7 separate regions of the Mus musculus genome follow, and all the other regions are linked to region 3. Evidence: chromatin contacts called from public Hi-C, HiChIP or PLAC-seq and promoter capture Hi-C data. All regions are on one chromosome and are shown on one strand. The core of a region is the stretch at or near the end of the contact, and the rest is flanking DNA. Distances in the headings are between cores, read along the strand shown.

Region 1 (3,744 bases), core at 385-2,884, 710 kb after region 3:
GTGGCAAGGCTACCATAACGAAAGGCACACCGTAGTAATTAGGGATTGTCAAAAGCAGCCAAATGAGGGAAAGCTGAAGTTGGAGATGTTTTGCAAATTTCAAGAGAAAGTTTGGAGATGGAGTTAAAGCTTGATCTGGGTTGCTAAAGTGGAATCCTGCACAGTGGGTAAAAATGAGGAGAGGGCTCCCAGTTCAGCCTCATGAACTTCTTTCTGAAAGCCAGGACTCCAAAGGTCAGCAGGTTGTCCCACAGCTCATGACCTCCTAGTTATGGCCGACATCCACGTAGAAGCTTGAAGGCCTGTAGAAAGAGTGTAGTGTGGAGTCTGGGTGAAGCAAGTGGTCTTTGTTTCCTAAACTATACCGTGAAGGCAGTAGTGTGCACCTCGCCGAACTGGGCATCAGGAGCTATTAAGATGGCACGTGTGAGATGTGGAGCAGGAGGAATTGATGGTAAATGTCTTATTTGGCAATCATTGATATAACTGGATCTGGATACTGAGTGGGAGAGGCATCAAATTCAATAATCTTGACAGCTCTCCCAAACCCAAATGTCTACGAGAATATGATAAGTACTTCCTGGTGAACTTGGATTTATAGAGATGGACTACCATTCGGAGAAGGCTGATACTTCTCCTATGAAGAGCACTGATTCTCTTAGACCCACTGTGGGAGTAAGAAAAGTATAACTGAGATGCCTCTGGATCATGGAGTGCTAGTTTTTTGCCTAAAAGTTATGAAAAGATTTATACAGGGAAGAAATTAGAAAATATAGATACTGAGTCAAAAACACGAAGACAGGAGAAGATAAGGGGGCAGAATCTAAGCTGGTAAGGCACATATATAGAGCCCCTTAGGAGAGTCTCTTTAAAGACATGGGTGGGTACGGGGTGTGTGACTACTTTCAAAAGGCCGTTGCAATCCAATGCTCTTCCTGCAGGTGGAGCTGCTGAGCTGAGAGTGCACCTTCGCTTTTCCCAAGTTCACATGGAGCATGAATTTCTCCTCCCTCCTTTCACCCTGCTCTTCATACTGAGCTCAGTTCACCTTCCATTCATCCTTATCCATTCTCCTCCATACTAACTTTGATAAATCGGATGACCGCTCCTCAAGATCTGACCATGAACCTGTCCATCCTATTTCAGCACTGCATCGTGGATTGACACAGCCTGTCACTCTGGATAACTATCTACCGGGCAGAGTATGGTAGTTGTAGGATGCTGGAGAGGTATAGTGCCAGTTCAGAAGGTAGACATGAGCTGGAGAGGAGGGCACCGTATCTCTGAGTTTTATTGGCATTCCACAGTTCTTGGGTGGCCCCCAGTGGCTCAAGGCAGCATCCCCTGAGAAGTCTCTTTTCAGCTGGAAACACAGGTTGGGCATTCGCAATCACCGACCCTGGTCCTTTCTCTCACCACAGCTTCAAATTGCAAAATATTTGGAAGACTACCTAAGAATATATGGGAACCTGTCTTCACTCAGTGAAATGGGAACCCTGTTAATAGCCCAAGGTTTAATTCACGGCTTCTTTTACCCTTCTTAAAATCGAAATCATTCTGTTGTCAGTGCTGGGGAGGGTTAGCTGTGTTTGACTGAAGCGGTAATTTGACAAGATGTGTCTTCACTGTCAATCAAAGTGTAGAAGAGAGCTCTTAGCATATTCAGGGTTGGTTCTCTCTGCCACCTCCATCTCCTCCTTGTGAAACTCTGCCTTCCCTTTGGAGATACGCCTCCTTAGAGATCAGAAAGAAAAAAACATTCAGGGCTAGGGGTCAGGAGGGCATGTGCTAAAGTCTATGAGGAGTCAGTTCTCTAGGTTCAGTGGGGGCTCTTCCAAGATGGGAAGGGGACAAACACTAAGATTTAGGGTTCTTTTGGCAAAAGGTTCCTGATGATCCTCATAAATCAACCCCAATCAGCTAATTCCTCCTAGAAGACGATGAATGAAAAGGGTTCTGAGAACTGCCTGCTGCGGGGTTTGGTGGGTGAGGGGCCAGTAAGCCTATAGCTGTCCCAGGGGTTGCAGAGCAAATATCACTGGAGAAGACTCCCGTGTGCACTCTGTTTCTGATGCTGCATGGGGCCACCAGAGACTCTAGATTCACTTCCATACACTCCAGGAAACAAAAGCCACCATATGGGTTTATATTGCTACTTGTGGTGGCTTGAATATGCTTGGCCCATGGCAAGTGGCACTGTTAGGAGGTGTGGCTTGGTTGAAGTGGGTGTGGCCATGTTAGAGGAAATGTGTCACTGAGGGAGTAGGCTTTAAGGTCCTATGCTTAAGCTCTGCCCAGGGCAGTCGAGAGAGCTCCTTCCTGGTGCTTTTGGATCAAGTTGTAGAACTCTCTCCCCTCCAGCACCTTGTCTGCCTACATGCTTCCGTGCCTCCCGCCATGACGATAATAGACTGAACCTCTGAAACTGTAAGGCAGCCCCAATGAAATGTTGTCCTTTTTAAAAGTTGCCCTGGTCATGGTATCTATTCACAGCAATGAAACCCTATTAATGTCTTATTTAAGACATTAATATTCAGTAATTAATAGGATTAGGGCTGGAGAAATGGCTCCATGGTTAAGAGTATGTACTTGTAGAGGACCTGGGTTCAGTTCCCAACACTCAGACAGTGGCTCACAACATCTGCACCTGCCCTCATGTATGCATATCCCACACAGACACACAATTGCAAATAAATCATTAGGGGCTGGAAAAATGGTTCGGTGGTTAAGAGCATGGGTTGCTCTTCCAGAGTTCAATTCCCAGCAACCACATGGTCGCTCACAACCATCTCTAATGGAATCTGACACCCTCTTATGGTGTGTCTGAAGAGAGCAACAGTGTACTCACATACATTAAATAAATAAATAAATCTTTTTAAAAAATTAAAATTAAAAAAGCAAAGCTTTAAAGAAAACAGGATGAGTTTTAGAATAAGAGACTTGTAGAATTTCAGCTTCTCAGCTTGGAAAAAGGATATGTAAAAAGGGTGTTGATACCCATTCAGAGTGCTCAGGAAATGGTAGCTCTCAAAGAACATACCATGTATCTTCCTGTGGAGAGGGAGCCGACTGTGTGAGGTAGAATGACATCAGAACATGCTGACCAAAAGAAACACAGGAAATGGAAAAGAGATTGACCAGGACTCAGCTATTGTAATCCCTCTTGAATCGCATCCTCCTTTCTCTTTGGCCCAGCGCTTTCAGGTCCTCTGTTCCTGAGTCCTGCTGAGGGCTTAAATTCCCTAATGAGGGCTGTGAGCCTCTGCCCAGCAGAATGTGAGGAATCTTCTGAGTTGCTGCTGGAATTCTTCACAGTTATCTTTAAGCACTTTCCTCAGCAAACATTTGAGCACAACCTTGCGCCAGGCGTCAGTCAGGATACAGTGAGGCACAATGAGAAGGTGTGGCCTCTGCACTTGAGAAACTTAGGTAGGGTAGTGAATGGGAACAGACCAGTAGTAAGTTAGTAGCAAGGTTGCAGCATGAAGAGCTACACAATGATGGGGAAAAGCATAGGAAAAGGAGGGGGACACATGACCCCAAGAATCCCTCATCAGCTAGCCAGTATTCTTCATTCATCCCATTACAACACAGCACAACACGACACAACACGATACTGGCACACCACCACATTAACACCCCACACCACCACACCATCACACTAACATTCCACCACACCACCATACTACCCATCTTAATATTTTGTTTTGTTTCTCTCATCTTTAGTCTGTTCTTCTGAATCAG
Region 2 (3,789 bases), core at 79-2,578, 980 kb before region 3:
TGGCTGAATGAGGGGATAGATTAGCTTCCTATTTGCTATGCGGACGCTCCCATCTGATATCCATTAGATGTGTCAGGAAAGCCCAGAAAATGTGTCTCCCTTGGTTATTTTGGGCGTGGTAAGATTGAAGAGTGGCAGAGAGTTCTTGAAGATGTACCAGCTGCTCTGAAGGTACCAGGCCACTTTTCTTTCTGACTTTGGTAACCCACATGTCCCAGGTTATTTCTGGGCCAAGGGATATGGCTGCCAGGGGAACTACTTCCTGTTGCTTGGGGGGGTGGGGGGAAGTAGGTGCCAAAAGGTTGATGAGAGACAGCCATATTGCCTCTGGTACAAGCACCCTAGAGAACCTAGTGTGTAAGGTAGTTAGTTCAGTGTATGGAGGAAGCTGACATGCAAAGAACAACTGTGGCCAGTTCTCTTGAGTGTCTTGGAGCCTAGCCAGTCCCTACCATTCACAGTCCTTCAGAAGCTAGGCATGGATGCAGAGCCTCTGTGTGTGTTAGCTTCTGAGGACGATGACTCGGGAAGGTCTTGTCTACTACTTTGCTGTTTATCTGACAAATCGCTTAGGTTGGGCACAAGGTGAGTTCACAGTATGTCCAAACTTTCATTCCAGAGTCACCCAGGATACCGGAGCTGCCTTCTTGTCTACTGCCAGGGATGCGGTCACCTGGGTCAGGGATAACCTTCCACACGTTGCTTGGTCTTGCCCCTGTCCTTCCCCCGGCAGCAGCTACTGTGATTCCGGTCTCCCCATTTCAGGGGGATGGTTTCTTCTGAAAGAGCATGTCACCAGTGACATGGACAATCCTTCAGAAGTGACAAGACCTGCCTCTGCATCTCACAGCCTGCCACCAGGCCTAAGTGACTTGTCATCTCCTCTTGTCAGTTGCAGCTCCCTCCTTCTGTGCTCCCTCCCCACCAGAGCCATAATCCTCTCTCTTTGATAACACAATTGTCTCCATGGCACTGAGCCCCTTGCAGCTCAGTGGGGGCTCTCACCACAGAGGAGGAAGATGGAAATAAAGGGAACAAAGACCCCCTTAAAGAAAAGAATAATGTTCATCTCCAGGCTGTTTCCCAATCCCGTCTCTTCCTCTTCCCTAGGAAAAAGAGAATTCTAGAAGGATGCTCAGGATCTGGCGAAGGGCACAGTTGTTCTCAGACAGAAGGCCCCGAAATCACTGCTGTTTGAAGTGGGAATATTTATTTCCCTGCTTAAGCAGCACGCCAGAGAGAGTGGGCTCCTAGCCTGATACAGCAGGGAAGGACAGGATCCCACGGGCAGGCTGGGGACAGCATACAGAGGTTGGCAAGGAGCTGCTGGCCCAAGGGGTGGTCCTGTAATTACTCTCCCTCAGATGGTGTGGGACCCAGCTATAGCGGGAGGGATGGGGAGACAGTACAGTGGTTGGAATCCTTGCCATCTGTGTGTACTGCTAATGACTTGGCTTGGATTATGTCCCCACCTCACTGACATCAGGTCCTCCCTGTTCTATCCACTGCAGGGTTTCTGTGCGATTCCCTCAGCTCTCAGCAGGGTTGCTCCTAGGGCCTGTCTTATGTTATATGGCCTCTATACCCAGGGTACTGAGCAAGCCCTTGACATTTTGGGATGGCTATTCTCTGAACAGAGTGGAGGTTTAAAGAGGAGCATACAAACGGTGCCTTTGCTCACTGAAAAGCCATCCTAACCTTACTTAGGTTTTTGTAAATGCCTGGAAGTCTGATTTTGGTGATTTTTTTTAAAGCTACATAAAAGGTTCCCCACCGGAGTAATAGAAGGTTCTCGAAGACACTGTGTTATCATGCAGCTGCTGGTGACTGTCTGTGTTCTGGTCTCCTTGGCTGGAGTGTGGAGGCTGTTCCTACTTGCCTGGCTGACCTGGAAATTCCTATAGAATTGTGCAAGGAAATGACAGCTTGTGGGGAGGTAGCCAAGAGGTTAGGCACTTGACTAGCATTCATGAGAACCCCTAGGTTCGAGATCCCCAACAGGGGGGAAAGAATCATACAACATACAAGAAAATGGGCATGCAAGTCCCCTTTGAAGTATAAAATACCTCAGGGGTGGATTTTTAACCTTCTTTGATGCTCAAATGTATCTACTACATAATAAAAGCAGAATAGGAAGGGATTTGCTTTCAATGCTGAGAACTAGTATGTCCAGTCTCCTTCTGGTCTCTACTTGCTTGATCTTACATATTTTCCAAACCCTATCATCACTGCCCATCACCTGATCCCAGGCTGAAGTGTAACTGCCAGTCACAGTGAGCCAAGAAGGAACTTGATGGTGGGGGTCTTAGTTAGGGTTTACTGCTGTGAACAGGTACCGTGACCAAGGCAAGTCTTAAAAAGGACAACATTTAATTGGGGCTGGCTTATAGGTTCAGAGGTTCAGTCCATTATCATCAAGGTGGGCATCCAGGCAGCATCCAGGCAGGCATGGTGCAGGAGTAGATGAAGAGTTCATCTGAAGGCAGCTAGGAGAATAGTGACTTCCAGGCAGTTAAGCTGAGAATCTGATAGCCCACACCCACAGTGATACACCTGCTCCAACAGGGCCACACCTTCTCATCGCACCACTTCCTGGGCCAAACATATACAAGTCATCAATCACAGTGGGTTCCATCTTCCTCCTCTTTCCATTGTCTCATTCATGGCTCTGGCCAGCCTGTGCATTGAGTTGGTAAGAGGGCTGTGCTTTCTGTGACCTCCGGACCTTTGCACATGCTGTTCCCTCTGCCTGATAACTCATGCTTGTCCTTCAACTCTTGACTTGGCTTGTGCCTCCTCCAGGTCTCCTCTGGCATTGACTGTCAGTGATGGAACAGAAGAACACTCAGCTCTCCACTCTAATTGCTTTCCATTTCCCCCCTTGTATGAGTCAGATTTTTTAAAAAATTTTTTATTTTTTATTTTTTTGGTTAAATCAAAGTGACCAAATACCTGAGAGAAAACTTAAAGGGAGGAACTATTTGTTTTGTCTCATGATTTCACAGGCCTTAGTCTATTCTGTCAGGAAGGCTGTGGGGAAACCTGACTTCAGATCATGGTGATGAGGAAGCAAAGAGAGGGGACACATGAAGATCCAACCCCCAAGGACACACTTTCCAGTGGTTTCCGGTGCCCGGCTTCCCCTCAGCTAGTCCCCACCTCCTGTCTTTAGATACTTCCCAATAATGACATCATATTACGCATCTCCTGATGAGACCAGAGCCTTAGGATATACTCATCTCTAGGAACGCATCATTGAAGACACACGCGTGAGCATCAGCGATCTCCCAGCATCCTTTGATGTACGCTAGTGTATGAGGCCCATGCACCAGCATAATCTACACTGACTGTGAGCTCCACAGGGTGAGCATCCCTGCCTGTTCAGTGTGCTGGCACATTCCTAGCACAGTGCCTGGTCTATGGCAATTGCTCAATAAACGTTTGCTACTGGCAGCATGAGGGAGCTGGTTTGGTTAAAACAAGGAATGGGTCCTGCCTTGGGCAACTTAGCTCAAAGCTGTTCCAGTCACCAAGACAGCTATGAATGCAGCCCAAGACAAAAGTCATAATTTAACCTGAAACAATATGAGACATTTTCTTGTGTGTGATTTTGTTTTACTAACTCCAATGTGCAGTTCTCAAAAGTGGCGTTTGTAGAAGAATCTTGTATCACAAGGGCAGAAGGTGACACTCAGGACCTGGAGTTCCTCAGTGAACTAGACTGTCCAGTAAGCCCAGGGAGCTCACCATAAGCAGGGAGGTGGGATGAGGCAGCTCTCTTGCAGCCTC
Region 3 (3,875 bases), core at 802-3,301:
AAAAAAATGGGGAAAATAAATAGTATCAATTTTGAAGGTAGTTTCAGAGACTAAAGAAGATTGTGCACAAGAATTTCTTGATAAGAACTCAAGGTCACAATAGTCCTTTGTTAACTATAAACTTGATATCAGCTCAAGGTCTTTATAGTAGCAGTACTATAAAGAATAGTGAATATTGTTGAGTGTCCGGCTCTGTACTGTTGTGGCTGACATATAGGATCTGACTTTGCAGTCCGTCCTGTCCTGTTGTCAGAATAAACAGTCTCTGAGTTTTTCATTCTGATTTTGGTAGAAATCTGCTTTGTATCACGTCTAATCTAGGTAGTTTCACTTCTGGCTTTTGCAGACTGGGCATTATCCTGGCGGTCACATGGTGTTGGTTTTCTGCCTCGTATACTGTGATTTGCCTACTGGAGCTTTCTCCACTTCTGGAGGACTGCTTGCAGTTCGTGCATTGGGGCCTGTAATTACAGAGCAGAAGATCCAGGGATGTGGAGACAGGGCAGTTTCGAAAATTAGTTTATGCATAATGGATAATATGAGGCTGCTTTAATGTGTAACTCATTTGATGGGTTGGCCGATCTTAACTTCCTTTTGATATTTATTTATTTATTTTTAATTTATTTGCAACATGAGGACAGAGGGCTTGGTACAGCTCTTCTAGACTATAGTTCAGATTCAGCAATTTACATTCAGTAATCTCTTGGTCATTTAGCCACATATAATTTGTCATGGTTTGTTTTAGCTGTTGTGATATTGATATTTATTATGCAAATTGTATTTCCTACATCTTATTGTTCTGCATTCTATGAATACTTAAATTATTATAAACCTTTACACTTAATACGGCTCGTCCTTCAATTTGATGCTTGAGCAACAGAGGGTCAGAGCACACACGGTCTTCTAGAGGGAAAGAAAATAAGTAATTAAAAGGCAGACAAACAAGAGAGCCGGCTGCCTTGTTGAAAAGAAATCAAAGATAATTTCGGGGAGGGAGGAAGTGTGTCCAGAGATGCATGCAAGTCCCGTCAGCGGGAGAACCTCTCTGAGACACAACTAAAGTGAGGACCTGTTGGTCTCTAGATGCCTTAGAAAGGACTGGAAGCATAGGAGAGAAGGGAATTGAACCGAGCCCTGGAAGAGGAACTCGACTGACTCTATCACTGCCTCGGTTCCCTACATTCCCTTCCCCACGACCCTGACCGGTAGATTTTTTTTTTTTTTGCTTTTGTGTGCGTGTAATCTTAAATATTCCATATTACTTATATGCTATAATCTACTAAACATGGGAAGGACACTTCCAACAAGCTGGGAAGCCTGAGCACACCCACCTTGATTTACCTTTCCCCAGAATCTACAGCCAAACATCCACTTGAAAATCCCAGAACCCCGACTCCACAGCTTCAGTCTTCCAACTATCCCCTAGTCTGCCGCTAGGCTGTTGAGCGGGCTCTCCTGCTCCGCCGGACGTGCAAAGCACGCATGCACTTCTCTCAGATTGTTTTGTCAATCCGGGGACCTGCATTCGCACTCTCCACTCCCGGGTTTCCCAAAGATCTTATTCCTTCGTGCAAGGTGAGGGAAAGGAAATTTTGTAACGTATGACTTCGATAGGCCGATGCCCACGCAGTGCCCCGGCCCAGGAATCTCGCGGTCAGACTCTCCGACCAGGAGTCCGCCGCGGCGAGTGGCGTAAAGGTTCCTAGTAAAGGTGCACGAAAGCGAGAGACCCGCCTCCTGAAGCCGCAACCCCCTCCCCAGCCACCGAGCCGGACGCGGGCCAGTACAGGTTCTCCTCCTTCGGGGAAGCGAGGCCGAATTTTAACGTAAACATATTTGCATAGGCCCCGCCCCTCGGCCCCGCCCCTAGGTGGCGCGGGCGCGCGGCCGAACGCTAGCGCCAGGGGGCGGGGTGGGGGAGGGGGCTAGTTCTCGGAGAGCCGGGTTGGGCTCGAGGTGCCACGATTGGTCGCTCCTGACTCCGCCTCCAGCGCATCTCATTAGCATCTCATTAGCTGTCCGCTCGGGCTCGGGAGGCAGCCACCGCCGCCAGTCTGAGGCAGGTGCCCGACATGGCGAGTGCTGTGCTGCCGAGCGGATCCCAGTGTGCGGCGGCAGCGGCTGTGGCGGCGGCGGCGGCGCCTCCAGGGCTCCGGCTCCGGCTCCTGCTGTTGCTCCTTTCGGCCGCGGCACTGATCCCCACAGGTAGGTTGTGGGCACCCGCGGATTGGTCCCGAAAACCCCCCCGGGCACCCCCAGGAGCCGTAGCTATGGAAGGGGGGACGTTTCCATGACAACCTTCCCCCACTTCCTAAATCCAAAGCGGCGGGAGCGTGGCAAGGAAAGTCGGGGCTGCGATGGAAGGGGCCGAGGGGTCGGCGCCCCTTCTCTCCTATCCGCCGGCTGCGGATGGGCGCCCTCAGGGATGGCTGCACCCACACCTCTTCTTCCTGGCGTAGCGCGGGGTGCTGAGTGGAGTGGGCTCGGGGCCGGGGGCTAGCGCGTGGGGGGAAGGGGAGCCCTCGGAGGCGCCCCGAACCTTCCGGACCCTCCGAAACTCGCTCTCGTCCCTGGAACTTGCAGGTCCTCCTGTGTCCCTGGGCTAAGCTTTCGCCCCCTCCGTTCCAGCTCGCCCCCCCGATCGATTCTCCATTCCCCGAAGCTTTCTCCTTCGCGGGTCCCCAGGACATCCCCACCGTCGTGTCCTCTTCCCGGCTTGCCCGCGCTCTGCAGCCAGGTCCCCCGCCCGAGAGCTCTGCACGCCTCTCGTGTTTCCCTCCAGCCGAACGCTGCCCCTCGGCCCCCTCCGCTAGGCTGCGGGTCGGCTTGGCTGGAATCCAGGCAGGGAAAGTTCCCGGCTCGGGGGCGGCCGCTCGTCGCCGCCGCTGCAGGAGGGCTCTTGGAGCCCGCAGGTTGTCCGCGCCACCGAGGCCTCTGCCGCGAGTGGGGATCCGGGATTTCCCGGCTGCGCGTCCTTCGGGCAAGCGGCCCGCAGGTGGTGGCGGGGGCGTTCGCGGCCTCTGCGGCCCGGCGTGCGCCCTGCGGGCCTCGGGGCGCTCCCCGCGTGGCCGGCCGTCTTGAGAATCTGCCCGGGTGGCGGCGGCTCGGCGAGCGCCGCGCCTTCCCTGAAGACGCCGAGCGCTTGGCAGGAGCCCCGCGTGTGGCTGCCCCGGTGCGGGGCGCGTTGGCGCGGTCGCGAAAGAAGAGGGCAGTGTTTGCATTTGCTAACAAAAGGGAGCCGGAGCTCTTCCCCACCGGAGAGGCCGGCCGCGCTGCGACCGCCTTCCCGCCACCTCGCCGCTCTTGCCCGCCGCACGGTGTCCCCGTGCTGCTGTACCGCCTGCCGCTGCCTCCTGGCGACCGGCGGGACCGAGCTGCACCGGGCGGTGGCGAGAGGGCTTCTGCGCGAGGGGATGCGCTAGGGCTCTGTGCCTGCAAAACCCCTCGCAGCTCCGAGCTGCAGGACCTGGGAGCAACAAGTGGTGGAGGATGCTGCGAGCTCATCCCCCACCTGCGGAGCCCCCAGCCCGGGAGGATGCAGCGCTGGGCCAGCCAGCCTGCGGTTCCGGGGGCGCCTTTCTGCTTGGGTTGTGTCTTTTGTTTACACGCTAGAGGACACATAGTTATGTAAACACCGCAGGAGACGTGCTGTTGGGGGGTGGGTGGGGGTGCTTGGGAGTGCTAGCTTCGGATTTTAGGGGATGCCAGGTTGGTTGATTTGACACCCCCACCCCCATTATAAAATAGGCTTGCGGAGGAACTCGGCTTGAAGAACCAATTGAGGTTCTAAGGGTGGGATCCTGGCAGCACCTTCCATTCCAGCTTGAGAATTTTGTCTTCCATGCTACGTTCTGTCTCCGGATGTTTATATGTTT
Region 4 (3,830 bases), core at 1,121-3,620, 830 kb before region 3:
AAGCATTGCTCAGTCATGATGGGGCGTGGGGGTGGGGGATGGGGGTGGGGGGTGAGGGAGGTGGGTGAGTTCTGTGGAGAAGGTAGATACTAAGGCACCTGATAAATTCCTACTCATAGCAGATTAGGAGCTAAATAAATGTTGAATAAACATATGAACTGTGTAGCCCCACCTCAGAAAGACTCCACCACTTATTTATTTATTTATTTATTTATTTATTTATTTATTTATTTATTTATTCATTCATTCATTCATTCACTCACTCACTCACTCACTCAGTCACTCACTCACTCACTCACTCACTCACTTACTTACTTACTGTGTGTATGGGGGAGTTACCCCATTTAAAGGTCAGAGGACAACTTGTGGGAATCAGTTCTCACCGTCTACCACATGAGAACCAGGGATCAAACTCAGCCTGCTTGGGAGCGAGTGTTTTTTTCTTCTGGGAATCTCGCCGGCTCCATTCCACAATTTTGGAAGCGAGAACATCAGTTTGGTGTGGATTAAAACACATCGCAGGGACTCTATGTTCTCAGTGATCAGGAGAAAGGAACACGAATATCTTCCTTTCCCTACCTCATGTCACAACCAGCCTTACGTCCTTGTTAAATCCATCCAAGAAGCAGAACCGCTATACAGAATGTGGTGGGCACTCCTTCTTCATGCCCACTGAAGGTTTAGCAGGGTGGGCCCTCCTGAGCTCTCTGAGCCTGCCCTGTAGGGGGTGTGTCAGTTGGGAGGTTATCCAGGTTAGTCCTCCTTCCCCTTTCCTCCACCTCTAAGGCTGATGCTGCAGCCTTCCTCCCTGCCTGCTGTAACAGGCTCATCAGTGCCCTGCCTGGGGAGCTCAAGGAGAGCACCTCCCTCTCATCCCCAGGCAGCGCCAAGAGGACCGCTCCCACCAGCAGCATCCTGTAAATGGCGCTACTAAATATTTCATTCAGGCTTAACAACTCAATCTGCCTGCCATTATCCTGAGGGCCCCCGCAGCCCCCCAACCCCTTTCTGATTAACAAAGTAGCTGGCCGGGAAGATCTGCCGAAGCCATCATCGGACGGACGCTGTGTTAGCTGGTGCTCAGGGCGGGCTGGGCTGAGGCTCAGCATTAAGCAGGAAGCATCGATTGCAGCATTAGCTGGCTTTTTACATTCCCAGGCAGACAATGCAAGTACCTTCAATTATCTTCAAAGCAACTGAAGGGAAGGAAATTGGTCTTAGATGTGGTAAATAGACTCCACAAAGTCCGCTGAAGCATGCAGAGATGTGCGCACTGGGGACAGAGAGGCCTAGCCAACAAGCCCCTGCCATAGCTGCTCAGAATACAGACAACTATGGCAGGGGTCCCGTGCCTGTGAGAACATAAAAGGGTGTCCCGGCCAGGCTGTCAAATGCCAAGGCAGCTGTGGGAGAGATGTGACCCTAGGAGAGCAACGAACCCTCTCAAGGCTCATTTTCTATATTAGTGACTATTTGGGCTAATGGCAGCTACTTTACATGGAGCTGATCTTGATTTCAGGTTTCTGTCTTCTTCAGGTTGCCCACCTTCCCCTGCGCCCCCTCCCCTCGCATCCCCAGTTCTTAGCATGCGGTTAGTTGTGGGGGTTCAAGTCTACACTTCCCACTCTGCTAGCTGCCATTGACATTGACAGTGTTTGTTTTAGGGAAGGGGCGTGGCACCGCTAAGAGGCTGGTGAAAGCTTTGTCCATCTGCCCATGGAAGAGCTCACAACGGCACAAAAGAGTGGGATAGAGGTTTGAGCCTAGCCTGGACTACACCAGTGAAACCCTGTCTCAAAACCAAAATAATCCCAAGAGTCAAAACAAAAATAAGTGCCTAAAACACACAAAGACACAATTTCCCTGTGATTTCAAGATTTCAAAGAATGTAATGAGAATGAAGCTGGAATCCCTATACCAGTGTTTGCACCCATAGACGACGTGTGACTCACAATCGGAATATGTCTGCGGACTGCTTGAATAACTTCAAAGAGGCATTCCAGCTCTGTCTGTTTAGAATTCAATTCTATTCAAAAAGCATCCGGGGGAGTGCTTACTGTGGAGAAGGCTCTGGACTGGATCCTGTGGAGAATACAAGGATGCGAGTCCCACCCACAGGGCAGGGAATGAGACACAGAAACACAGGGCAGGGACTCTAGAGGTTACAGTTGAGGTTCATCCATTTGAAGGGTCCCCTTGCTGACCTTCCAAGAAACAACTCCCGGGGGTAAGAGGTTTGTGTCTTCCCGTTCAGGCTGACCCTGGAGATTTTAGTGGGCAAACATTTGGGACTGACTGAGAGAAAAGGAGAGTGCGTGGTAGTATGTGCTGTATAGGTTCTCACCCTTGATGCTGGGTAGAGCGCGAGGGCCCAGCAGCTAACACCTGCTCAGTGCTGTCCAGTACCCCTGCTGGGTTAATCTATTCAGCAGGGGCATCATTATGCATGGACAATTTACATAATTTCACCAAGCCTCTGATTGCAGGGCGCTCAAGTGCCTATTTTGGAAGCTGGCAAGAGAGTATGTCTTTGTCTTTTCAGGCCATGGAGAGGGTGCGATGTGGGAGGCCAGACCTGCTTGTGTAAAGCTGGCCCTGCTCCTAGAACTGGCTCTCTGGGGCAGAGTCTACGAAAGTGAGCGGAAGTTTCCTCTCGGGGGCTTGTTTCAGGAGAAGTAGCCCATTCCCACCCCAGCCTGTTTCCGTTTCCTTGCTTGTAACGACTTCCTTTTAAAAGGATAAAACCCCTCGTGGACGTTTTAAGGAGTTAAGTAACTATCAGCAATGGCTCCTGTTGGGGCTGTTTGGATTTGAAAAGAAAATACTGAGATGTAAAGATATCAATATTTAATTGTCTCTCGAAGCCTGCATTTACAGCAGGGAGTAGCAAGTCTTTTCTGAGTGCATGGGCACGTGTGCGTGTGCACCCCAGCATGTGAACATGTGTGCGTGGTGGTAGTGGCTGCCACGGTGGGGGTTGTTTAACAGAGGAGAAAATTTCAGGAGCCTTATGCATAGTCACTGTCATTTCTTATTTAACTCTGCTCCCCATCTCAAAAAGTAAGGGCTGACAGGGCATGAATTCTTTTTGATTAACTCAACCAATAAGTGCAGGACACTTGGGTGGCCCTTCTTTGCCCATAAGACAGAATGAACCTTATAAAAATAGAAGAAGTTTGTGGAGCTGCCTGATGCCATAGCTCCCACTCAGATGCTGGGCTGTGAGAAAGGCTGGCCTAGGCAGGGCTCATCTTCCCCCGCTCCAACCTTGCATGGTTCCTGGAACATGACAGATGCTCAATAAATCCGTGTTGAGTGGTTGTTGGACTCTTTAAGCATTCCCTCTAGCTTTGTGGTCATTTTCTGCCCACACGGCTTCTCCCAAATGCTTGGCAGTTTCCCAGAAAAAGACACATACATCCCAGAGAAAGAAAAGAGACTCAGAGTAGTTAATGGGGCCCTGAGAGTATAGAAAGCTGGACTAGGAAAAGGGAGAGCCTAAAGCCCTGTGATCTCTTTCACGTGGTACCATTAGAGAGTTTTGTATGAGACCCTGGAAGGAGCTTTTGGTCTTCTGGAGAGGAGAACTGTGAATATTCACCAAAGGAACGTTTCAGGGGAGGAAGGAAAATGAGGTTCTCCACCGTGGTGGGCAAGGACAAAAATGGTCCCTACCTCCTTGTAATATATGTTACGAGGAGCTCCTGCCTCTGCCAACAAAATGTCTTAGGCTAGGTAATCTGTACATGGTGGCTATTTCTTTTTCATAGTTTTGCATGTTGGGAAGTCCAAGGACAAGGTGACAGACAGCAGGCTGAGTGTTGGTATGG
Region 5 (3,397 bases), core at 169-2,668, 970 kb after region 3:
AGTGTAATATAAAGTGTTCCACCTGCTTTAGAACAATACAAGTAATGTATTCTACACATATTCTGTGACTTGCTTATTTTCTTGACTCCATTTTGCCAGCACATATTTAAACTAAAACTACACCTGAATGCCTTGTGACAGGACATGAATTTTCCATTATCTCTCCTTACTTCTATCACACGTTTCAGTTACCTGCCTGACCCCTCAAGCCATTGTGCTTGCCACGCCTCCTTTTGCCATCCCAGGTAGACACTTAAATGTTTCTGAATATTTGGCTGTGGGAATTTCACCAGTGTTACAAGCACATTTTTGTTCTATACAATTAAAAACTAGATATGAAATTTTATTATACAAATTCATCTACATTTTATCTTGGCCAAAGTCAATCTATGATTGCTTGAGGATGAAGTTTGAGTGGGGAAAAAAATAGAAATTGTATGAAGAATGAGAACATCCTACATTGAATGGTGATGATTATTACTTGAGTACCATGGTCAAAACTCATCAAGCAGTACAATTTTAATAAATGCATTTATTATAAATAAATTACATTTTAATAAAGTCAGAAGATACACATCACTTAATCTGAGGGAATGGTCTTAGATACATAGGACGAACAAATGAGGTCCCTCAGCTTTTCAAGCCCTTGTGCCAAGCTGACCAAGAAAACATCTATATAGTATATCATATATCATATATAGCATATAGCATACAGTATAGTATAGCATGTCTGTGCTCAGCGCTCCTCTGAGCATTTCGAAGTGTCAGCATTCTGCTTTTTGTACCAGCTTCTTGTTTGGCATGAAAGTGTTCCAAAGAATCTGATCATATTTGTAAGTTCTTAGAAACAGTTTCTTAACACATAAAGCCCAAGGATTGCATCCTGGAATGTAGTGCCCACAATAATGACCTGTGCCATAAATGCATATGAGGTTATTCCCCACCTCAACATCTCTCAGGACACACTTCTTTACACCTAGTGTCCATTAACCGACCCTCTGTAGACAAATCAAGAGTTGGTATTCATAGGCAATAATTTAAGTATTTTGTAATAAACGCGTATTTTCCTCTCTGGCAACCATGTAATGAAGAACAATGAAATTCTTTTTGTGAGTTATCTAGCCTTGTCGACTCTTTAACTGTATTTCACATATAAATTAGTATTCATGGGCCACTCCACTGTCAGTGGCCACCTCACAGAGACTTTTGAGATTGTTTTTTGTGTAGTTTATTCTGGAAGATCTGCCAAATTAGAACATAGCAGCAATTTTGAAAAGAATCCAGTATGTTGATGTGAGAAGACTGTGCATATAAATTCTTTAATTATCTCTCCTTTGGCTTAATTTTAGCTTTGTGGAGTGAGAACAGATCTGCACTTGCTCCACTGCCACAATATTGGGTGGCAGCTCCAACTTGGCTCTTTTCTGGGACCGAGCTCAGAGCCATATAACAGCACTGTGATGTGGACACAGTTTCTCTGCTAAAGCCATCCATTTTAATAAAGTAAAGGTCTAACCCATCGAGCCTGGTTGAATACAGCTGTTGCATTGATCTCTTCTGGCGCTACAGTTTCTGAGTTCATTTCCTTAATCAGATTTTCCGTATGGGGAAAAGCACGAAGCTGCTTGGTATCTTCCAGCGTGCATGCATTCTAATTTCAGAATTTAATCAAATGGAACTGGCTTCCTGACAGAGTAAACAGAGCAGAATACTGTATCCACACCGGCTGCCAAGCTAGCAGCCTGAATTTATTTTTCCTTGCTTTGCTAAATGCATCTTGAATTTTCGAAAACATAGTCCAGGTTTTAAAAAATTTAGCATTTCTGGATCAAGACAAGTCACCGCTAATATCCCACCACAAATACATCCATTAAATTGCAAAAGTCAGGTAGCCAAGCTAATCCTTTCTCACACGCCCATGGCCACAGAAGAAAACAGATTCCATTTTTCCCCTATTGATCACAGCAGTTGTGTACAGAAGACCCTTGCTATTGCTAATCTAATCCCCAGAAGGGCAAACATTAAATAAAACAAGCAAGCAAACCAAGAGGGAACAGATACAATTTCTGGGGGAAAATGTACATAATCTTATGAACACAATAATTTCAGGGAGCCTGGGCATCTCTCTCTCTCTCTCTCACACACACACACACACACACACACACACACACACACACACACGCTATTTCTAACCCAGAAGTCCCTCCCTCAGTATCAAGTTCAAACATTGGTTCACAATAAACCAAAGGGACCATGACCATTTGTCCTTGGTTTATAGGTAATTTCATAAAACTTGCTCTTTCCATAAGTATGTATTTTGAAGTTACAGGTTTTTTGTTTTGTTGTTGTTGTTGTTGTTTTATTGAGACCCGGAGTCTGTGGTGGTTTAAATAAGAAATGCCCCACATAGGCTTGGGTATTTGAACCCTTGGTTCCAAGTGGATGGCTCTCTTTGGGGAGTTTGGGAGGCATGGAGTTACTAGAGGAAGTACATCAGTAGCATGGGCTTCATGAATACACAGCCCCACTGTAGTCCCAGTTGGCCCTCTCCACTTCATGTCTGGGCTTGAAGACATGACCTCTTAGCTTCCAGGTCCTGCTGCCATGCCTGCTGCTCACTGCCATGCTGCCCCACCGTGGAACCATAAGCCAAAATAAACTAGTTCTTCCATAAGTTGCTTTTGGTCATGGTGTTTTATCACAGCAAGGGAAAAGTGACTGACACAGGGTCTTGTATACCCAGACTGACTTCAAACTCAAACTCAATATGTAGCCAAGGGTGGCATTGAACTTCTGATCTTCTTGCTTCCACCTCTGATGTGCTTGGTATTACAGGTGTGTACCACCACACCCCCGTATGATGTAGTACTGGGTATCCAACCCTGGACTTTGTGAATATTAGGCAAACACTACACAGAACTATGTCAGCAGCATATCTGCAGCCACTGAGAGCGTGTAGTTCAAAGACCAACACATGATAGTTCTCTTCTTATATGTTGTCCCTTCTTTAGACATGGACATCTTCTTTTGGTGGTGGGGGGGGAGGGGTTGACGGGTGTGGTTTTTTCGAGACAGGGTTTCTCTGTGTAGCCTTGGCTGTCCTGGAACTCACTCTGTAGACCAGGCTGGCCTCGAACTCAGAAATTCGCCTGCCTCTGCCTCCCAAGTGCTGGGATTAAAGGCATGCACCACCACTGCCCAGCCTCATGGACATCTCTTCTTTAGTCAAATGAAACATAGCTAAGAGACTCAAATGAGTGTCAAATATTGGACTGTCTGAAAGCACATCGTTTATCTTAAAGATAAGACCTGAATACAAGTCCAAGAGCTGACTCAAACCTCTTAGTGCATGCTTCAGTATATACTTTCCATGAAGTAGCAAATACCTAAACCTGAA
Region 6 (3,950 bases), core at 234-2,733, 750 kb before region 3:
CATCGTCCCTTGCTCCAGCTTCCCAGATCCTCAGCCCTACTCGTATGATTGGAACCACAGGAGGAGCCCAGACCTGCAAGCAAGTCCACCTGCAGCCCAGACAGATCCTAGAGAAGCAGGGATAGGAGTGCCTTTCAGCTCGGTCTAATTACAAGGTGTTCGAGCGGGCCTCCCTCATGGTTAATTTGCTTTGTGCCTTTATTGCCAGCAGAAGATAGATGACGCACAGAGGGTATTCCATATAGACTTGCCAGTAATTGTCGGTATGACTTCACGAGCCTTTTATGGGCTCTGCTGGGAAAGGTGTTTTCTTTTTCTTTTCCTTCTCCATTATCAGTTGATAAAAAAATAAAACCATTTTTTGGGGAGCAGGAGGAATGTCAAAATCAGGGTCTGGGTGGCACAATCCTAACAATGGTGATGACTGACCATTGGCATTAAGGCTGAGTCAAAGACAAGGGACAGAGGGAAGGAGGACAAGGTGACTGGCCGAAGGGGACATGAAGTGGGTGGTTCCCAAGAGTGATTAATAGACACATCATCACATTTTTAAGATGAATAAATGTTTCTTTTCAGCAGATTTACTTTCTCAATGATGCTTGGCTTAGATTAATGATAATCATAGTTTCTGTTCCCAAGTTTGCACAGACTGCTCTACTGGGAGGGTCGGGGTGAGGAGGCGGTGCAGGCAGGCAGGCAGGCAGGAAGAAATGTATGAAGACCATCATGTGAGACGTCGGCCATGAGAACACATCCAGTGGTTGAGTGGGTTCCTAGACATGCAAGCACCAGAGATTTGCCTAAATAGGACAAGACTGTGTTCAGTTCCAGTGGGGTGCTGGGCTGACTCACACCAGCTCGTGAAAACAAATTGTTAATTTTTTTTTTTTAGAGATCTGTTAACTCCTTTACAGTTACATGTAACTGAACTGAAACCAGCTGGAGTGGGATTTTTACACCACAGTCATGGGCAGAGCTCTGCCCTCACCACTGCCTAGTAGCTAAGCACTCATTGGTGGACCAATTGGTGGCCACCCACATAGTAAAGTGCTCCTCTAGTGGCTGGGTAGACAGCCTTTCTTTAATCATCCACCACATATCGGGGACTGTCCAGGCATTTCTAGTTCTGCTTACTTCTCTTCTCCCTCCTCCTACCTCTCTTCTAGAGCCCAACATCACAGCCAGAAGGGCCCCCCATTGATCCACACAGGGCATTGAGAGCCAGAGATGGGGGCATACCTTGCCTAAGGTCAGGGATCAGCAGCCCCGTCGTTGTCAGGTCTTCTGCCTCCCCCAACAGTGTCCATTCTCTGCCTTCTATTGTCCAGCTATGCTGTTCTATATCACACCGGTACAAGTCCACAGAGTGAGCCTCAGGGGGCTGCGTGTGTTCTTCCAGGTGCTGCTTCTGTCTGTGCGATTGGGGTTTGGTTTGACTGCTCCCTGGTGCACAAGCTCCATCCAGAGCCGGCTTTCCCTCCACTCTGCCATTGTCTGAAGATCCCACTGGAAGCAATTCAGGCTTCAGGCTTTCAGCAACAACCATCTGGAATAACAAGAAAAAATAAATAAAACTAAAAACCCAAACTGGAGCTCAGCCCATGATCCCAGAATCCTCATTGAAATGGGGAGGGGCAGCTAGCTGGGCCTGAAGCACTCACAGCCAAATCATAAGCCTGAAGAGTTTAGAGCTAGCTGCATGGGGGTTCAGGGTGAGCCCATCATGGACCAGGCTTAGGGAAATAGCTCTCCCAGGGAGCTGAGGCTCAGAGGTTTGTGTCAATGATTGCTTCTGGTGTGAAAAGAGGGGGCTTGAGTCAAGAAAGAGACTCCGGGTGAAAATCCCCTCAATTCTTAAATATATAAGTATATTCTAATGTAGACAGCAGTCTAATATGGTAAACATTTCAATGTAGACCATAGGATCAAGCAGTCCCAAGGCTGGAAAGGCCTACCAGTCTCTTTCCCTACCTCCAGTCATCCGTGTGTATTGTACTAGAGAACGGGTAGTGGATGCAGGGCCACTGTGCCCCTGCCTCCTGGTACCTCTTAAGGCTGAGCTATCCAGCTAAAGGAGCGTTTCAGATCTTATGGTTCTTTCTAACTCTGACATCTTAGATCCTAAACAAATGGGAGCATTTCACACACACACACACACACACACACACACACACACACACACTCCGATAAACAGGGAAAGCTTTCAAAAATCTCATTCAAATCGTTGCTGAATTTGTCTATTAGTGAGATTTGTTTCTTTGCATGTGCTAATTGGTCTTGGCATTAATTAATCTGATTTCATTATATTCCCTTTAATTTGTCAAGATATCATTTTGTTATTGGGTGACGGAACACATTGGAGGATTGTTAGATTCGGAATGTATTTTTTTCCCCTCTTTGAAAGTTCCTGGAGAAAAGTCGTTATCAATTAAGTTAATTTGCATACGCATTAGGTTAATCGTTTTAGTTTAGCCAAATTTGTGGAAATTTACATAGCAAATTGACCCTCCACATTTCACTTAAACATATGTAGCACACAGCATAGTACATTTTGAGTTGCTAATGAAACTGGGGTTATTTTACACGCTTCTTTTAGTAAAAGAGGTCTAATTAGACCAAGTAATTTTTTATTTCATCCGTAATTGCAAAACAAATAAGCCTCTGCGTTTCTCGTCGGCATCTCATGGACAGGGACGTTAATAGGGAAGTCATGTTTTCCTAATTAAGCCCGGTTTGATTCCTGCTCACTGTTGCGACGTCAGCCCTCCACGCTTCTCCTAGGTGCTCCTCTGCCAGAAGCGCGAAGCCTCCTGGTATACCTATTAATAGAAGACTCCCCCACACAGAGCCAACTGAATTAAAAAATGTAACTAGGAAGGCAGGGTGGGAATTTTGACAGATTTTTTTTTTAATGCCAGAGAGGAGAAAGTTGAATTCAAAAGGGGGGGTCTTGTTTCTTTCCATCAGGGGAAGAAAGGAGGGAAAAATAGCTTTTGTTCTCCCCCAGAAAAGAAGTTGGCATAACACATTGGTGGCGTTTCCAAAGTGACTCCAGGGGCTAGCTCATTCAGTGCTGGAAAGCTGGCTGCTGTCTCCGCTCCAGGTCTTCCGAGCAGAGCAGCAGAGAGCTTATAGTATTTTGGGATGATCGTGAAATTTCGGATCTGGGATCTGAGTCTTTGCTGAAGCAAGATGGCAGGGAACATCCCGGAGGTTGCGGGTGCTGAAGATGAAGATGTATCATAGGGAGAACACTGGGAGAGCCCAGTGGAAGCTATGCTTTTAACAATTCTCCTGACTCTACACCAAGAAGACCGTGACCATCACTGCCTTAGAGTTGTGTTTTTCTTCTGGCACTCCCGATTTTTACAGAGGTATTGAGGATAAGAAATGGAAGCAGAGAAGGGTTGGGCAATATAGGACTCAGAAGGAACTCTGTGCCTTGCTTATGGAGACTTGAATTCTAGTCCTGGCTCACCACTGTAAAAGGTGGCCACAGTTCTTTACATCCCTATACTTTAACACATGGCTTTGCAGCAACTACCACCAAAGGGTTGACTATATACTCACACTTTTTGAATCTGAGCTGTTCTGTGACTTGTTCGGGTCAACAGAATGCCCCATGGTATGTTAGTCCCAAACCTAGTCCTCAAAAGCCCACCTGCTTCTATTCACATTGTTAGGACCTTGCTGCCATCCAGCCCAGCCTGCTGGATGAAATGGTAGGAGACACGTGGCCCAATTGTCCCTCATGCCAAATTGACAGTCAGTTGAACCCTAGAAGCAGAGCCACCTCATTGACCTGCAGGTGGCCACAGATTGCACAAGGGATCCCAGCTGAATCTAGGCTGAATTCCCAATCTACAGATCGTGAGATAAATAAATGAGGTTGCTTTTAGGTACTAAGTTCTAGAGTTATTTATTGAGCAGTGGTAGCTAACTGGATCAGT
Region 7 (3,563 bases), core at 904-3,403, 950 kb after region 3:
ACAATGGGTGTCATCTGGGAGGAGTCACCCAGTTCAGACGGAAACGTCATTGGTCTGTAAGGAACGCATACGGATACTTTTTTTTTCCTTAACATTCCCTAACCAACATGGTGTAAACACTACTTTAAACACTACTTACACGCACCAACGTCGTATCAGGTATTCTATTGGGAGCACAAGAATGACACCAGGCAATCTAGAGGTGATTCAAAGTACATGAGAAATACTGCATCTCCTTCCAGGATACAGGGGAATGAGATTTAGGTATCTACAGAGGAATCCTGGAACCAACCCCTGATGGAGTGGTATAAGGGGGACTATATATGGAATTAAAGCCGAAGGTAGGACATAGAGATGGGAAACTCTGTCGGGGGACACCAAGCTTGATGAGGACCCAGCTGGCTGGATACTGGTGGGAACACTTGAGACTGCCTGTGTTTAGAGAGTAGTTTAACCAGCTTCCCCAATACCTAGCCAAATGCTCTTGAGCAAGTCCCCCAAATCTCTTGTAACCCAATATCTTCCGGTGGACAATGAACATCATTAACAGAGCCTATCTTATCATCATGAGGACTAAGAATACACGTGTAAACCCTGCAGAACTGTTGTAGCCTTGGGGGAGGGGGAGTTCTGTCAATTTCAACTGAAAACTTAATCCGGTTATGAAGTGGATTATGTTGGTTCCAATACCAACTCTAACATATTATATTACATTGTCCTAGTAATATAGCACTGGGCCTTAATCTACACAGACCTCAATCTGCTACGTTTTTCAGTGAGATCAGATGAAGGCACCTTTAGATCCCCAATGCCCTTTAAGTGGTATGAATGTATTTACACGGCATCACCTACTTCAGCCAAAATGTTAAGATCAGAGTCAGTTATCAGGCAGGCCATCTCAATAATCTGATCCTTCTCAATATCCAATCCTGTCATCTGTAAAACATAAATAAACAAGCATATAACAAACACATGAAACCACCTTTTGTTTTGTTTTGTTTTTGTTTTATTTTTTTGAGACAGGGTTTCTCTGTGTAGCCCTGGCTGTCCTGGAACTCACTCTGTAGACCAGGCTGGCCTCGAACTCAGAAATCCACCTGCCTCTGCCTCCCAAGTGCTAGGATTAAAGGCGTGCTGCCCAAGTTTACTTGACAGAGATTCCTTTGTGTGGACCCAGCTCACATTCTATGACCAGTAATGGTCTGGGCAGTACTCAGGGTATTAAGTTCTGAGTGCTCAGAGACTGCTAAAGGCACTTCCTGCGGGCGGGCCAGCTACTGTCAAACACATTTGTCCTGGGAACAGACTCAAAATAAGCAGGATGAAAACTTGACTACAGAAAAGTGAGCTCACGAACGTTACCTCTCGGAGGTTTACAATGGTTTCCGAAGTTTTCCCAACAACAACAACAACAAAAAAAGTTAACAAATGAACTCAGTTCGTAAGCAGAAAACTGGAGTTCAAGAGAGGCCTAGGTATGAATGCGTTAAAACTAAAATGGGTAACCTGAATCTTCCAATGGGGCCTCAATTTTCTCTTTTATGGAATGAGGGGTAAGGCTGAGTCATCTCCTGAGTCCTAGCTTAAGCAACCTAGTCTTTTAAGGCTAGGAGGTGGGGACGGAGCAGGGCTCAGAGTCGCTGCCCCAACTCTCACCCACGATCCTCAGAGTCACTAACGCGTAACACAAATTCACTTCTGGGTGGAGGTCGAGGCTAGGGAGAGGGGAGACACATGGACGGCTCCACCCAGATGGAAAGAAACCCCACAGTCCAGGGACAGTCCCAGACCCCGCAAAAACTCTTGACTCGGGGCTCCTGGGGCCGTGCTCACCTGTCGCACCTGACACCCAGATCCCTGCTGCTTCCCGGGACAGGGGAGTCCCTCGGTCCCACGCGCGAATCTGCGCTCGCCTCCCCGCACCCTCCTCGCCCCGGCCGCACTCTCACCTCCAGGTCCACCCAGACCATTCGCTGAGCCATGCTCTCCCCTGCCGCCATGGCTGCGCTACCTTCGCTGACACCTCGCGCCCCGAACTGCCCGCGCCTGCCACCCACGCCCCGCAACAGCCTGGCGCCCAGGGATACGCCTAGCATCACCCGGCACGAGCCGCCACGGCCCCAGCCCCGCCGGCCCAGCGCGCGCAGGCGCCACAGTCGCTAAACGTCGCAAACCCACGGGGAGGTGCCGGGAGAAGACTACAAGCCCCGGCATGCGAGGCGTCGGCTCGCCCTCCACAGCTACTCTCGGCTGCCGAAAGGGCTGATGGGAGTAGGAGTCCTTGGTCCAGCCTCCTGCTCCCCTCCCCCGCCACGTGTTTTCGGATGTTAAGGGACTTGCTAGTATTTCACCGCTAAAGTTTGTCTGTTTCCAGGAGATATCATTCCTGAGTTTTTATTAGTTCTAAGCTGCGAAGTTGAAGAGGCTTTACTTTGAAAAATATGGTTATATGTTTAAGAATTGTTTTAAATCTACCTTTTCCTTACTGCTACCTCCCTCAGTTTTTCTTTTTTTTTTTTTTTTTACCTGCCCCTCCCTTCCGCGTATTGAGTATATTTCTTATTTACTTGGAATCCGAGTGACGTGCTCTTTTGAGCTACAAGGCCAATTCCGCCATCACCGTTTAGGAGTCCTTAAATGGTCTCTTTTCTGAAAGATGACTTCGCACATATCAGGTGTTCCATAAATGTTCCTTTCCCATTATTGGCAGAAGCCTTGTCTCGTTTTCTAGGATGCCAGGACGTGTAGGCTGTGTTTCGGTTGTTAGATCGTATACTATTCTACCTTTTGCAGCCCACTAAAGAGAGTTGGAATAGCTCTGCCTGCTCTGTCCTGCGCTCTGCCTTTGCCGATCGCTCTGGTTTTAATAGACGGGTCCTTAATCTCCCACAATAGATACGGTTTTCATCACCTACGCTCGAAGGGGCCTCTGCGGAGATCTTATATTTTAGCTCAGTAGCAAACGCCTCTGCAAAGGGCAATTTTGTCACAAACGTGCTCAGTCTTGAATCACATACTCTGTGTCTTTTTCTGAAAGCTGTGTTGCCAGTAATTACAGAGCTTGTGGTTGGTGGCATAGTTATTCCTACCCGGTGAGCTGGTTTTGTGAGACAAACATTGTTGCCTAATCAAAGCTTTAAGGATGCTGCAACCTACAAGTGGATTTCAGCTACTCCACCGGTGACCTGCCAAGCTTGGCCAGAGAAACGGAAAAAATCATGGAAACGGGTGTCAAATTACATGTTCAATTTTACTGCAGAATGGGTATGTATATTATAACGGCATTACCTAGTAGAACATACTGTTAAGTTTGTAATCATTTGTGGCCCTACTCATAGGAAGGAGAACTCTATTGTAGCATTGAAACTTTTTTTTTAAGACAAAGAGACACACTACAGAACCCAAGCTGGCCTGGAATTCTGCCTCCCAAGTACTAGGATTAAAAGTGTGCAACACCACACCTGGCTATATAGGAATTTGAATCCGCTGGGCTTATTCTCAGTATTACTTCTTTACATTTTGAAAGGATAACATCCTTAGGCTGGAGAGATGGCTCAAAGGTT

The links. Promoter capture Hi-C pulls out the DNA fragments that hold promoters and counts their contacts. Hi-C and Micro-C count contacts between places; a contact is called where the count stands out from the background. HiChIP or PLAC-seq counts read pairs in DNA pulled down with a chosen protein or histone mark.
Region 1: a contact with region 3 is called in a Hi-C map of rod photoreceptor, with 2.5 times the contacts expected there. The contact joins the enhancer-like site here to the promoter of Cadm1 in region 3. A contact is called at or near these places in 1 of 39 promoter capture datasets (hippocampal neurons), 18 of 484 Hi-C or Micro-C datasets (the N1E-115 cell line, cerebellar granule neurons, cerebral cortex and 10 more) and 15 of 115 datasets of contacts at active chromatin or transcription factors (SST interneurons, VIP interneurons, astrocytes and 11 more).
Region 2: an H3K4me3 HiChIP or PLAC-seq map of embryonic forebrain shows a contact between it and region 3, with 4 times the contacts expected there. The contact joins the enhancer-like site here to the promoter of Cadm1 in region 3. A contact is called at or near these places in 4 of 39 promoter capture datasets (the 3T3-L1 cell line, the C10 cell line and pre-B cells) and 3 of 115 datasets of contacts at active chromatin or transcription factors (embryonic forebrain, forebrain and neural tube).
Region 4: an H3K4me3 HiChIP or PLAC-seq map of forebrain shows a contact between it and region 3, with 5 times the contacts expected there. The contact joins the enhancer-like site here to the promoter of Cadm1 in region 3. A contact is called at or near these places in 1 of 39 promoter capture datasets (hippocampal neurons) and 9 of 115 datasets of contacts at active chromatin or transcription factors (VIP interneurons, craniofacial prominence, embryonic basal ganglia and 6 more).
Region 5: a promoter capture Hi-C map of hippocampal neurons shows a contact between it and region 3, with 7 times the contacts expected there. The contact joins the enhancer-like site here to the promoter of Cadm1 in region 3. A contact is called at or near these places in 3 of 39 promoter capture datasets (cranial neural crest, hippocampal neurons and stem cell-derived epiblast-like cells) and 4 of 115 datasets of contacts at active chromatin or transcription factors (astrocytes, bone marrow-derived macrophages, embryonic forebrain and 1 more).
Region 6: a contact with region 3 is called in an H3K27ac HiChIP or PLAC-seq map of VIP interneurons, with 7 times the contacts expected there. The contact joins the enhancer-like site here to the promoter of Cadm1 in region 3. A contact is called at or near these places in 1 of 39 promoter capture datasets (hippocampal neurons), 3 of 484 Hi-C or Micro-C datasets (cerebral cortex and cortical neurons), 10 of 115 datasets of contacts at active chromatin or transcription factors (VIP interneurons, astrocytes, craniofacial prominence and 7 more) and 1 of 9 other capture datasets (adipose tissue).
Region 7: a contact with region 3 is called in a promoter capture Hi-C map of hippocampal neurons, with 7 times the contacts expected there. The contact joins the promoter of Rexo2 here to the promoter of Cadm1 in region 3. A contact is called at or near these places in 3 of 39 promoter capture datasets (hippocampal neurons, second pharyngeal arch cranial neural crest and stem cell-derived epiblast-like cells) and 5 of 115 datasets of contacts at active chromatin or transcription factors (astrocytes, bone marrow-derived macrophages, embryonic forebrain and 2 more).

The regions. Positions count from the first base shown.
Region 1 is chr9:48,237,422-48,241,165 of GRCm38.p6, forward strand. It overlaps a transcript of Nxpe4 not described here. Among named protein-coding and RNA genes, the nearest start is that of Gm51672, 45 kb to the right of the region's middle. Within about 2 kb of position 1,635, at least 14 of the 459 cell types and tissues checked have an H3K27ac peak or open chromatin away from gene starts, as enhancers often do. A contact at or near this core is called in rod photoreceptor, where this site is marked.
Region 2 is chr9:46,554,018-46,557,806 of GRCm38.p6, forward strand. No RefSeq gene overlaps it. Among named protein-coding and RNA genes, the nearest start is that of Gm22659, 7.1 kb to the right of the region's middle. Within about 2 kb of position 1,329, at least 8 of the 459 cell types and tissues checked have an H3K27ac peak or open chromatin away from gene starts, as enhancers often do. A contact at or near this core is called in embryonic forebrain, where this site is marked.
Region 3 is chr9:47,528,301-47,532,175 of GRCm38.p6, forward strand. It overlaps Cadm1 (cell adhesion molecule 1), which reads left to right and starts at 2,052. Exons shown (of 11, transcript NM_207675.2): 1 at 2,052-2,205. The coding sequence starts at 2,073.
Region 4 is chr9:46,701,406-46,705,235 of GRCm38.p6, forward strand. No RefSeq gene overlaps it. Among named protein-coding and RNA genes, the nearest start is that of Gm22805, 73 kb to the left of the region's middle. Within about 2 kb of position 2,371, at least 31 of the 459 cell types and tissues checked have an H3K27ac peak or open chromatin away from gene starts, as enhancers often do. A contact at or near this core is called in VIP interneurons, embryonic basal ganglia, embryonic forebrain and 2 more, where this site is marked.
Region 5 is chr9:48,503,538-48,506,934 of GRCm38.p6, forward strand. No RefSeq gene overlaps it. Among named protein-coding and RNA genes, the nearest start is that of Gm5617, 9.9 kb to the left of the region's middle. Within about 2 kb of position 1,419, at least 16 of the 459 cell types and tissues checked have an H3K27ac peak or open chromatin away from gene starts, as enhancers often do. A contact at or near this core is called in forebrain and hippocampal neurons, where this site is marked.
Region 6 is chr9:46,781,713-46,785,662 of GRCm38.p6, forward strand. No RefSeq gene overlaps it. Among named protein-coding and RNA genes, the nearest start is that of Gm31614, 47 kb to the right of the region's middle. Within about 2 kb of position 1,484, at least 17 of the 459 cell types and tissues checked have an H3K27ac peak or open chromatin away from gene starts, as enhancers often do. A contact at or near this core is called in VIP interneurons, cerebral cortex, cortical neurons and 3 more, where this site is marked.
Region 7 is chr9:48,478,458-48,482,020 of GRCm38.p6, forward strand. Rexo2 (RNA exonuclease 2) reads right to left here and starts at 2,154. Exons shown (of 7, transcript NM_024233.4): 1 at 1,950-2,154; 2 at 853-936. The coding sequence starts at 2,096.